Linked DNA regions of Hordeum vulgare: all the other regions are linked to region 3. The links are chromatin contacts, called in public Hi-C and HiChIP or PLAC-seq maps. All regions are on one chromosome and are shown on one strand. The core of a region is the stretch at or near the end of the contact, and the rest is flanking DNA. Distances in the headings are between cores, read along the strand shown.

Region 1 (3,512 bases), core at 412-2,911, 180 kb before region 3:
AGGGCCATTTGGTGGACACAGAACACGCTCATGTATCAACAAGACCGAGTTGCGCAGCAAGATGTCCGATGACTGGTTTAATGACTTGATGATGTGTTCCATTGAGCGAGGGATATTCAAAAGTCTTGACTTTGCTCAAATTAAGGAAGATTTTCACGAGAAGGATAGGGCACTACCGTTGCCTGGGTTTTCTACACGTCGTTAAAGCTTACTTATCAGTATGTTTTCAGTCGTTCTGCTATTTAAAAAGTATGGATTGTTATTGTACTGGGCTATTCTATTTAGGATTATATGAAAATATTATCGTGCACTGTTGGTTCATATTATTTATGTTGTTTGTGCACAAATTTCTTTTGGGCTTAACAGTTGGCCAGACCTCAAGAAAGTTTCATCCCCCGCCACTGCATGTATGATAGGTCCAGCCATACTTTTTCTGTAGATTTTTATGCAATTCTGTAGGAGCAGTATTTGAATTCACTTGTACCCAGTTCCTGACAGCATGTGCAACCTACCTGCCCTTAGCTGACCTCAACCCTTTCCTTTTGTGCAAACCATTACAGAGGCATACACATCACACATATATGGCGAAACAGATAACATATCAGTGTGAAAATTATAATAAACAATACGCTAACTGTTAGTAACTCAAGTTAGTACGTACCTGAAATAATGTGCTATTTCTACAATGAACTATCGATGTTATCAATTTTAAACTCACTTTCAGTCTCTGTGGAGAAAGTAGCAAGTGCATTCCTACAATCTAGAGCACTGGAAAATATAGTTCTTTTTTGCTAAAGAAGGATCATCTGTATTATATATTATAATATAAACATCTAGCCTACTCTCGTCTGATGAGTCCGAGTACCCCCCATGTCCATGTCCTCCACCTGCCTCATCAAGCATGCCTCCTGTTGGTGCAATATAATCTTCATCCTTCTTAGAATTTCTGTCCTTGGGCTGCTTCCTTCCTTACAACAAATATTGGATATAGCCTTTCACCCTCATCATGAGTGTGCATATCATCAGGTATTCCGTCTTGTGTTGATTCTCTGTTGTTGGCCCTTCTTGAGTGGTCACATGTTCACTTGTTGTTCCTGGTACTTGAACAACTTTGCGATCGTATTAGAGTCAAGAAACAAAGAATACTAAAGTTACGTACCACCAAATTTCCGCTGCTGCAATGCACGGGTATCGTTTCTATAAGAGGACTTAACGGTAGAGGGACAAATTTACACACACTTGAAAATTAGGAACAAATCTAAATAGTAAGATTCGGTTAAGGGCACAAATGTAATTAACCCTGTTTTCTTCATACTCCCTTTGTTTTTGTTTAGTCGGTATAGTATTTGTTTTGACCGAAGTCGAACTTTATAAGGTTGATCAATTTTATAGAAAACAATACGTATTAACATTTAAAGTAACATGTTTATATAATGTGAAATGATTTTGCGGGCCACAATGATACTGATTTAGTGGTGTATATGTGAATATATCTTTGTACAAGCCCGCTGAAAATATACACAATTTAATTTTGAACAAACGTAATATTCCAAATAAATAAAAACGAAGGAAAGAGTATGTAATGTAGGTATAGGTTTTGAACAGGACCGACCTCCCCTCCCGAGGCGGCGCACCGCATTGACTGCGCCGCACCGCACCGCTTGGCAGTCCATAGAACAGAGGAGCACAACAGAGCAGAGCGATCCATCACGCACCAACCCCAACGCCTTCCTCACGCCCTCACCTTCTCCTTCTCCTTCTCCCTCCCTCCGCTCCTGCACACCTTCCCTCCGCTCCCGCTACCCGTGCCGCCGCACATCGCCATCATCGTCGCCATCCCCCGGAGGCAAGGAAAAGGCGCTTTCCCGAGCACGAGCAGGAAAAAGATCTGGTCGCTTTACGCTTCTCCTCCGCGCCCCATCAATCATCGACCAATCATCGCCAGGTACGTGCCGCCGCCTCCTCGTCTCGCGTTTTCTCCGGTCGTCTCCTCGTTCGCTCGTCGGGATTTGCTTTCCGTCTCCACTTCGGCCAGCGAGGGACCACGCCACTAATCGAGCGGTCGCCGCAGTCCCGTGGTTTCTGCTGCTGAGCTAGGAACAAAGGGCGCCGGCGGGGGATACAAGTCAACGCCGGCGGCAGATCGATGGGGTCGTTCAAGGGGCACGTGCTGCCGGGGACGCTGTTCCTGGCGGTGGGCGCGTGGCACGTGTGGGCGGCGGTGGCGCGGTTCGCCACGGACCCGGCGAGGTTCCGCCTCCGCGTGTGGAACCCCGTGGGCGGTGGCGGGGCGCTGCGGCACCTGGAGCTCTACGTCGTCGCCGGGGGCGCCTTCCTGGACATGTGCGTGGAGGTGCTCTACTCCACCCACCTCCGCATATTCGCGCCCGGCGGCGGGGTCAACCCGGCGCACCTCAACGACCTCGAGCACGGCGGCATGCTGCTCATGTTCTTCCTCTTCGGCGCCCTCGCCCTCCTCTCCCAAAACACCAGGTCAGCCCACCACCCATCCATCTACCATCTCGTTGCCATGGATGACACGATCCAAAGTTGATCCGTTTTCCTCGGAATTCTAGTGCTAGTTCCATTATCTTCTCGCTCGATCATCTGAGGTTGAAACAAAAAAAAGTCATTCTCGGATTCAGCACGGATTGATAGCTTTCTATGGGCGTCGGTCGTACTGTACGCTCGTGGTACTAACATTTGAGGATCTGGAAACGGAAAATAGGTGGGATGGTTGTTGGGCTAGTTGGTCCATGTTTTGACTTGCTTGGTGTCGCATCTTGATTCTTGAATGAACGTTACAAAGGACGGACCAGAGGGAGAAGGATTGGCTGGTCCAGGCTAGGCCATGTGGTCACAATTAGCCGGTGCCCAAGTTGGTACTAGATTCATTTGGCTGATTTTTGCTTGCAAAATTCAGGGGTGCTCCTAGGCTCTGTTTACTTATATATAGTCTAGCAGCAATACTACACATACATAACTTTACATGGATTTTACAAACAGGTGATTTTGATTGGAGATTATGGAGATGGAGGCCCCAACCTCCTTAAAAATCAGGGAGGAGTGGTTAGTTAGAAAGAAAGAATCCTAGTCAGCGTGTAACCTTATGTAATTTTTTGTATGTCTAGCATTTTTGATAGTCTAGACTAGCCTGTTCTAGAATGAGTGGATACCATAAAACTATAACTTGAGACTATCACTTTTTGCGTTATAGTTTCAAAAACTACGAAAAATTGTTTGTGACTGATAAGTATTATTTTTAGCGTCGGTTGTTTCAAAAAACTCAAAACGCTCCTTGCTAAGAAATTAAACCGGTTTATGATAGGTCTGGCCCACACATGAAGCGAACCGTCACTTTGACTGTTTGTTTGATCCTTAGATGTCATGCGGAGCACACATGTGGGTGCCTCTTCCTCATAAAAAAAAAAGCTATTGGATCCCTATAAATGTTTCAAAATGCAATCGGGTCCCTATAATCTTTTGAAAAAAGCAATCAGTCCCTCCCATGG
Region 2 (3,685 bases), core at 374-2,873, 130 kb before region 3:
TCGGTTAGCCATCAAGATCACTATCCCAGGGGCTGAATGAAGATCTGCCGGGCGCCTTATAGCATCTGTTGCCATGCCAGCTGAGAATCCGGGATATTGATTGTGTAGCTCGATAGAAGCTGGATGACCGTCACAGGACGGCAAGCGATGAGGACAAACCGCTTGCCCTGCTTCACGAAATCTGGATTCTCAGAGATCCTCTGTACTTTCCTGTCCTCGATGTTGGACTTGCAGATATAAGCAGACGAACCCAGAAGCTGAATGAAGTAGACACAGTTTGCCTCAATCGACCGGAACATGTCAGTGTCCACAGCTAGGCACCTCCGATTACTGATGAAGATGGCAAATCTGCCGATGCTCCTCAAAGGATGCAACGTAGCTGCATCCATGTCCACTTGGGAAACAAACGGAACGGGTGCACCCGAGACGAGCAACATCTGTCCAGATAAAACCACCAGGGAACTCTGGATATCCTTCACATCTGTATGAGGATCGTCGGAAAAATTGATGTTCTCCAATCCTCTATTTTGCATCTGTGCTCCTATCCGCATAAACATGGGTAAAAATGCAATCATCTCAGCTAATATGGTTGATTTCAAGCCACTGATTTCTGCATAGACACCACCTACGGCCGCCTTGCGGAAGCAATCGTAAACCGCTGCCTTTTTGGACTTGGTCTTGACGGCGACGAAACTTTCACTGTCAGGCGCGGCCCTGTAAATCCTACGAGATGAGTCGCAGAACAGGGCGAGCCCCAGCGAGGAGTCAACTTCAGAGAGCACCACCATGTGGGGCACGGGCGCCGCGAAACGGACCATGCAGCAGGTGAGAGGATTCAAGACATGAGCGGTGTGAGGAGGACTCTTGTCTGCCAGAACGAAGAAGCCGCCACTGGTGCCCATGACGTAGTAATCCAGCAGCACCGGCAGCTTCTTGCGGAGGAAGCGGCCGGTGAGGGTGTTGAGCAACACCCGCCTGCCGTCGCCCTGGAAGTCCTCGTCCAGGACGACCCACCCGCGCGGATGGAAGCGGGGGTCCCGGGTGTCGCTGCTGGGGTCGTCAGTGGCGGCGCGCCAGCTGGGGCAGACGCCGCGGACGGACATGTAGTAGTCCAGGTCGTTGTTGACGAGGAAGGAGTCGGCGATGCGGCGGACGAGGTCATCCGGGAGCGTGGACCAGCCGGCGGGCGAGGGTTCCGAACAACTCGGATCTCGCTTCATCCTTTTGGCCGGCGGAAGAAGAACAGCGGAGGACAAGGGCGTCGGAACCTCACGGGCCGCCATTGCCGCACGTTCCAGTTCTCGCGACATGAGCCCAGCCCTTCTCGTCGGTCAGCAAATCCAATGCTGTGATCCTCGCTGTGAAAACACAAGATACAGAGTTGTAAGGGAAACTGAAAAGCACACACAATCTAATCAAGAAACGACCAACTTGAGCAGGATTTGGTTACCAGATCTAGCGGAGAGGAACGCAACCAGAACGGCAGAGGAGGTGGAAGGGGAGAAGCCGAGCAGATGGAAGTTTGGAGCGCAGGGAGGGGGGAGCAGCAGAGCACGCTCGTGAACTGACACACGCCAGCAGCAGGAGCACGCCCCGTCCCGTCCAGTCAAAATTGACAAAAATGACCCGTGGTGAAAAGAACTCACAGAATGAACCCTCGGGGGGAAAGATTTGACCTCCCCGATTCTTTTTTGTGGCGCCTGACACTTAGGCGCCGCACTACACCGTGTGATGCCTAGCCGTTCGGCGCCACACGCCCCGACCACCTGGCAGAGAGGGCCCACCCCCAGGCCGTGTGACGCCTAAGCTTCAGGCGTCACACATTGTAATGTTTGGCGCCGAACGCTTAGGCGCCACACATTGACTTATACAGCCACGGGCCAGCCCCCCTCCCCACCCCCTCCTCATTCCCCTCCCCCATCCCCCTCTCCCAGCCACGGGCCCCTCTTCAAATCCTTCTTCAAATCATCAAATGTGAAGGTTTGGACCGGGCATTTGTTGTCCAATCACTCCCCTGAGGTAATCCCCACCTCTCCCCTCATTCTCATCCAAACAAAAATCTCTTGTGGTCATTTTTTTGCAAATTTGAGGAAACCATAGTTTTTCATGAAATGTGGGATGTATATGATATTATTGTATTTGTTTGTATGTTAGGATAAGGGGTATGATGGGGTTAGGATTAGGATTGTTTGGATGTTTGCATTATGGTTGTTTTAGGGTTAGGCTAGGGTTAGGCTATGGTTAGGCTAGGGTTAGGGATGTATGGTTGTGTTAGGGTTATGATGGGGTTAGTGTTATGGATGTTTGGAAGTTAGTAAGTAGATATTGTAGTTGTATGATTGCTTATAAAAATGTTCTATGTTTTGTTGTTTAGGGATGGGAAGAACATGTGTTCATATTCATCACGTGGACAAGGATGCCTTTTTAAAAGGCAATATTGATCCGGACCCGGATGAGCTTGACATGGTGTTCGATTTGTGTCCTAGCTATGGTGAATTGTTGGAACAAGCCCGAAAAGATTTGAATTGGATGGACCCTAGTGATGTAGTTGAGTTTGATGGTAGGCATAATGTGGGATTCGGAATGCACATTCGTTGGAAGACCATGCGTGTCAACTCCGAGCAACGTTGGCTTGCATACAAGTATACAGTGGCCGAATCACTAGACAAGGCTCTAGAGTTATTTGCCATCAAAACAAATGGTCCTAACTTGCACTTGGATTTGAACCGGGTTGCCTCTCCGATTGTTGAAGCTATTCCTCCACCCATCAACGAAGAGGCCAACATTGAACCTCTTTCTTGTGTCGAACATGAACCATTGGTAGAGGCTAATGATGAGCACGATGATGATGAGAATGATGGTAATGTTCTTCATGACAACAATCTTGGTGATTTGGACAAATATAATTTGCAAGAGACAATGGACCATTCTATTTCGTACTCACGTGGCTATGCATCTGAGTCTGACGATGAGGGTCCCGTCGAAGAAGTTGATGAGGAAGGGTTCACGACAAAGGAGGCTGAAGCTTTCACGAAGGTATCAAAGCGTGATCACCGGACACCATTGTTCGAGGATCTTAGCCTTGCGGGTGACGCCGTGGTTGACAGAGGCGAATGCATATTGTTTGGAGTTAGGCCACCTTCTCATCGGGACACACATGGGAAGAATATTATTTTGCCGGGGTCAAAGTTCGAAACATTCTTTGAACTGAAGATGTGGTTGGATGAATATTCTGTTACGCATTATAGGCCACACAAAGTTGTTCATTCAAACATGAAGCTGCGTTACACGGTTGCATGTGAGGATAGAGGGTGTCCTTGGATTGTCCGTGCAAGACCATGGAAAGGAGGGCCAGGATGGAACATTGTCAGTTGTATGCCTCACATGTGTCGAGGCAAGAGGGTTGATGGTGCCCTTTCGTTGCAAAGCCATAGACAACTCACCTCCGAGTTCATCGCTTATAGGCTTTCCAACTCCATCTACTCTCTTCCTACAATGATCATAAAAAGCGTACAAGACCTTGTGAAAGCCCTCTTTCACTACGAGGTGAAATATGGTAAGGCATGGGAAGCAAAGCAAGCCGCATTCAAGATGTTGTATGGTGATTGGGAGCAAGCATACAACCGCATACCTAGGTTGTTGGGAGCTATTGCCGCCACTAACCCGGGCATGGTTCATGTGGTCG
Region 3 (3,896 bases), core at 889-3,388:
TGTGACAGTTGTACATCTGGTTTGGAGCGGCTTGGTATTGAAACCAAAGGACACACAGTCCCGGGACACAGTCCCTACCGTATTCTCCTTGGTCTAAGAACACACAGTCCTCGCCCAACACTCGTGGTCAGTCTTCAGGGCAGACTTCCAAAACCTCACAAACTTGGTCACCTGACGATCCACAATTGACTGTTGGATTGCTCTAGACCATGACGCCTAACCGTTTGGAGGATGCACAGTCCTCAAAGGTAAAAGGCTTTAGTCCCACACAGGAACAACTTCTTCAGTGATGCTCAATCACTTGGTTCTCGGTTTGTGGTTTGGTGTTTGGGGTATTTCCTCACTGATGAATTACTCTCAAAGACTCTGAGGAATTTGGGTTGCTCTTATGACAAGTGTCAGTTTCTAATGGAGCAGCCAACCAGCTAATGGTAGTGGGGGCGGCTATTTATAGTCTGGGAGCATCCCGACATGATTTGACATTAATGTCCTTAAATAATATGATCGTTGGTGTGGATAAGACCAATGATGTGGTGTGGTTATCGATAACAGTCGGGACGCTCAACTGTGAGAGTCCTCATGTCACTCATATTCCTCACTTGAGGCTTTTGGTAGGATTAAGCTTGGGTTGAGCATCATGAGGAAATTCATTCAAATGTGTTACCTTGACCCCCTTTAACAGTACTGTGTTCCTATTACTCAACTGTGAAGAAAATAAAACAGAAAGGATGAATCTTCATGCTTCAAAGTCTTCAGATTGATTTTCTTTAGGACACATCGAATTCTTCAATTTCAATATCTTCATGAGGAATATCAATTTCAACGCAAATTCTTAGCGATTCAATTCTTCAGATTCAGACCAATTTCTTCAACCGAAGATATACATTTTTAGGGGTCGATATTCATCGATTATTTCAAACCCCTCAGCGACTTATAGATCCTGTGTACACTCGAGAACACATTAGATACTTAACCTATAAGTCTTCAAACCACCAAAATCACTAAGGGGTACTAGATGCACTTACATCAGGTCCCCGCAAATTTTCAAAAACGAAATCGAGTCCGTGTAAACTTTTGAAAAAAGCAACCAGGTCCCTCCCGTGGCCGTGCGCCAGCAGGTGCCGTGACGGTCGTCGGCCAGCAGCCATGACGCCGCCGTGGAGATCCCTTCCATCACGGGCGGCGCGTGGAGCTCCCATTCGTCATGACCAGCAGCCATGGTGTTGTTGTGGAGCTCCCTTCCGTCGGGGGCGGCGCATGGAGCTCCCTTTCGTTGCAACCAGCAACCATGGCGCTGCCGTGGAGGTCCCTTCCGTCACGACCAACAACCATGGCACCATCGTGGAGCTCCCTTCCATCGTGGGCGCCTTCGTGGAGCTCCCTTCCATAGAGACCGTCCATGTCAGCGGGGTAGCACCTCTGGCCGATGGCGCCATGGCTCCATGGAGGACGACACGTCGGGTGCCATGGCTGCAGGCGGAGGCTGGCGGCACGTTGGGGAAGAATATGCGTTGGTGGAAGGAGCGGCGACCAACGCTCCATAGATCCGGCCGCTGCGGGCGTGGCTCATCGTCGCAGGCTCAGGGCGACGCGGGGACATCGCCGGCGTCGGCAGAGGCAGAAGCAGACCGTGAGCACGAGGACGGCGATGACGACCGCGGCCACGGCCGCGGCGAGGAGGACCCAGCCGCGGAGTCCGAGCACGGGGGTGCCGAGGAGGGACCTGATTGTTTTTTGCAAAAATATTTTAAAGACATGATTGCTTTTTCACAAGACTTCCGATGACCTGATTGCTTTTCTACACACTAACATGTAGGCCCTACAAGTGAGTTAATAGCCAAACACACGGTCAAATAGACAAATCGTTTAGGTGCGGACCCGACTTGTCATAAACCTGTTTAATTTTTTAACAACAAAGATTTTAGGTTTTTGAAACAACGAACCACGACGTTTGATAGTTTTCTGAAAAAAGTTAAAATTCGGTAGTTTTCTGAAATCATAATCTTTACGCTAGTAGTTTTATGTTATTTAGTCATTTCCCTTGATCTCTCTCGCTCGCTCTCTTTTACAGCAGCCCAAATAGCACACATAGTAGCTAGGCCTATACACAGCGGCAGAGCCCCCAATCTGTGTGGATTCCTCCCCAAATCAGCCGCCGCCGGCGCCTCACTCCCCAAACACACCACCAGACGGCCCACCTCCCTCCCTCCCCCCCTCTCACCGCCTCCTCCTCCCCCTGCCATGGCCGACCCTGTTCCCCCGCCTGCGAAGAGGAAGAAGGAGGGCCCGATTTGTCTGGAAACCTCGCCGCTCCTTCCGCCCGCAGGCTGGTCCGATCTGCCGCCCGACCTCGTCCGCCGCGTCGCCGACTCCCTCCTGGCCACCAACGACCTCGACTGGTACATGGACTACCGCGCCGTCTGCTCCGGCTGGCGCGCCGCCACCGCCGACCCCAGGAGGGCCGCCTCCGACCCCCGCTTCCGCCCGCGCTGCTGGATCGTCCTCGAAGAGGTCTTCCTGAGCGAAGGACAAGAGATTCACCTGGTAAACACCGTCACCGGCCGCTTCCTCCGCAAGATTCTCCCGCAGCTCGGCGATTACCACGCCGTGACCGCCACACACAGCGGCTACTGCGTCCTGGCGGAGAAAGGCGCTCGTCACGCCGCCCGCGTCCTCAACCCCCTCACCGGCGTCGTGATCCGTTTCGCGGCGCCCGTGCCCCTCGATGTGGGAGTCGCTGATCTCACTTTTCCCCACGGCTCTTCGGTCCGGCTCGCCGTGTTCTGCGACTCTTCTCGCAAGGCCTACTCAGCGGCTCCTCACAGTAAAAGGTTCGTCAGATACAAGCATAAGCAGCAATCAGCTTTCGATTACTTCCGGAAGGCGGTCGTGGGTGGTGCCTATGCAAGCCTTTCTGAATTATCCGTAGTTCGTGAGCTGATGATTAGCTTAGGCAAGTTTCTGAATTATCGGGTTTCGACCAAGGTTTTCTCGGTTGATCGTCCTGGACATGGGTACGCCATTCGGTGTTTCCTAGTGGATTTGGATGGGGATATAGGTATCGTCTTGAAGTTCTTGAATGCACATGAAGCCCATTCTCTCTTTGCCCTCCAATTCGACACCGACACAGGCAAGCTCTGGCGTGTGAAGACCACAGGAAGATTTGCCATCTTCATCGGTGACCACAGGTGCTTCTCCGTCGATGTTGATAAGTTCCCAGGAACGGAGGCAGACTGTGTGTACTACACTGAACATTTGGGTTCGTCCGCTCATATCTGCAAGTGCAACATCAGGGACAACAAAATAGAGAGGATCTATGAGGCTACAGATTTCGTGAAGCAGGACAAGAAGTTTGTCCTGGTCGCCGACCGTCCTCACACCATCATCCACTTCCTCTCCAGCTACACCATCAACACCCCGGATTCTCAACTGGCCTTGCAACAGATTTCATAAGGCGCTGGCACCAGCAGATCTTCATTCAGCTCTGGGATAGTGAATTCTCGATGACCGGACGATAAGAAGGCTATGCATTTGCTAAGTAATTCTTCATGTTGTCTTTCTAGTCTTTTGTTTCGCTACTATGGTTATGCCTTGCCTTATGTTAAGCCTAAAACAATAGGATGATTCTAATGTTAGATCACCTGTTGTGGAACTGCAGTTTGCATTCTTAATTACTACTAGTACTTGGTATCAACCTAATGGTACATCTACTGTGCTTGATGCTATCTTATTTAGGTGTGTCCACTTGTTCTTCTCTTGTATTACTATACTTGCAATGCAATGTGGTGCTTAATTTCTGACAGCAGTAAATGTTAGCCCAAATTTTACCAGCTTCTGAATTTAGCTCCCGCATTTGGAACATCGATCATATTAGCATGCTTCGTTGTTCTACGTAA

The links. A called contact is a pair of places that touch in the nucleus more often than the background predicts. HiChIP or PLAC-seq counts read pairs in DNA pulled down with a chosen protein or histone mark.
Region 1: a Hi-C map of leaf shows a contact between it and region 3, with 4 times the contacts expected there. The contact joins the promoter of LOC123445385 here to the promoter of LOC123445386 in region 3. A contact is called at or near these places in 2 of 6 Hi-C or Micro-C datasets (leaf and seedling) and 1 of 1 datasets of contacts at active chromatin or transcription factors (embryo).
Region 2: a contact with region 3 is called in an H3K4me3 HiChIP or PLAC-seq map of embryo, with 3 times the contacts expected there. The contact joins the promoter of LOC123440825 here to the promoter of LOC123445386 in region 3. A contact is called at or near these places in 2 of 6 Hi-C or Micro-C datasets (leaf and seedling) and 1 of 1 datasets of contacts at active chromatin or transcription factors (embryo).

The regions. Positions count from the first base shown.
Region 1 is chr3H:586,705,368-586,708,879 of MorexV3_pseudomolecules_assembly, forward strand. LOC123445385 (transmembrane protein 45A) reads left to right here and starts at 1,662. Exons shown (of 3, transcript XM_045122360.1): 1 at 1,662-1,945; 2 at 2,072-2,493. The coding sequence starts at 2,147.
Region 2 is chr3H:586,753,123-586,756,807 of MorexV3_pseudomolecules_assembly, forward strand. LOC123440825 reads right to left here and starts at 1,624. Exons shown (of 2, transcript XM_045117374.1): 1 at 1,451-1,624; 2 at 1-1,358. The coding sequence starts at 1,310. The coding sequence ends at 57.
Region 3 is chr3H:586,884,943-586,888,838 of MorexV3_pseudomolecules_assembly, forward strand. It overlaps LOC123445386, which reads left to right and starts at 2,139. Exons shown (of 1, transcript XM_045122361.1): 1 at 2,139-3,730. The coding sequence starts at 2,242. The coding sequence ends at 3,453.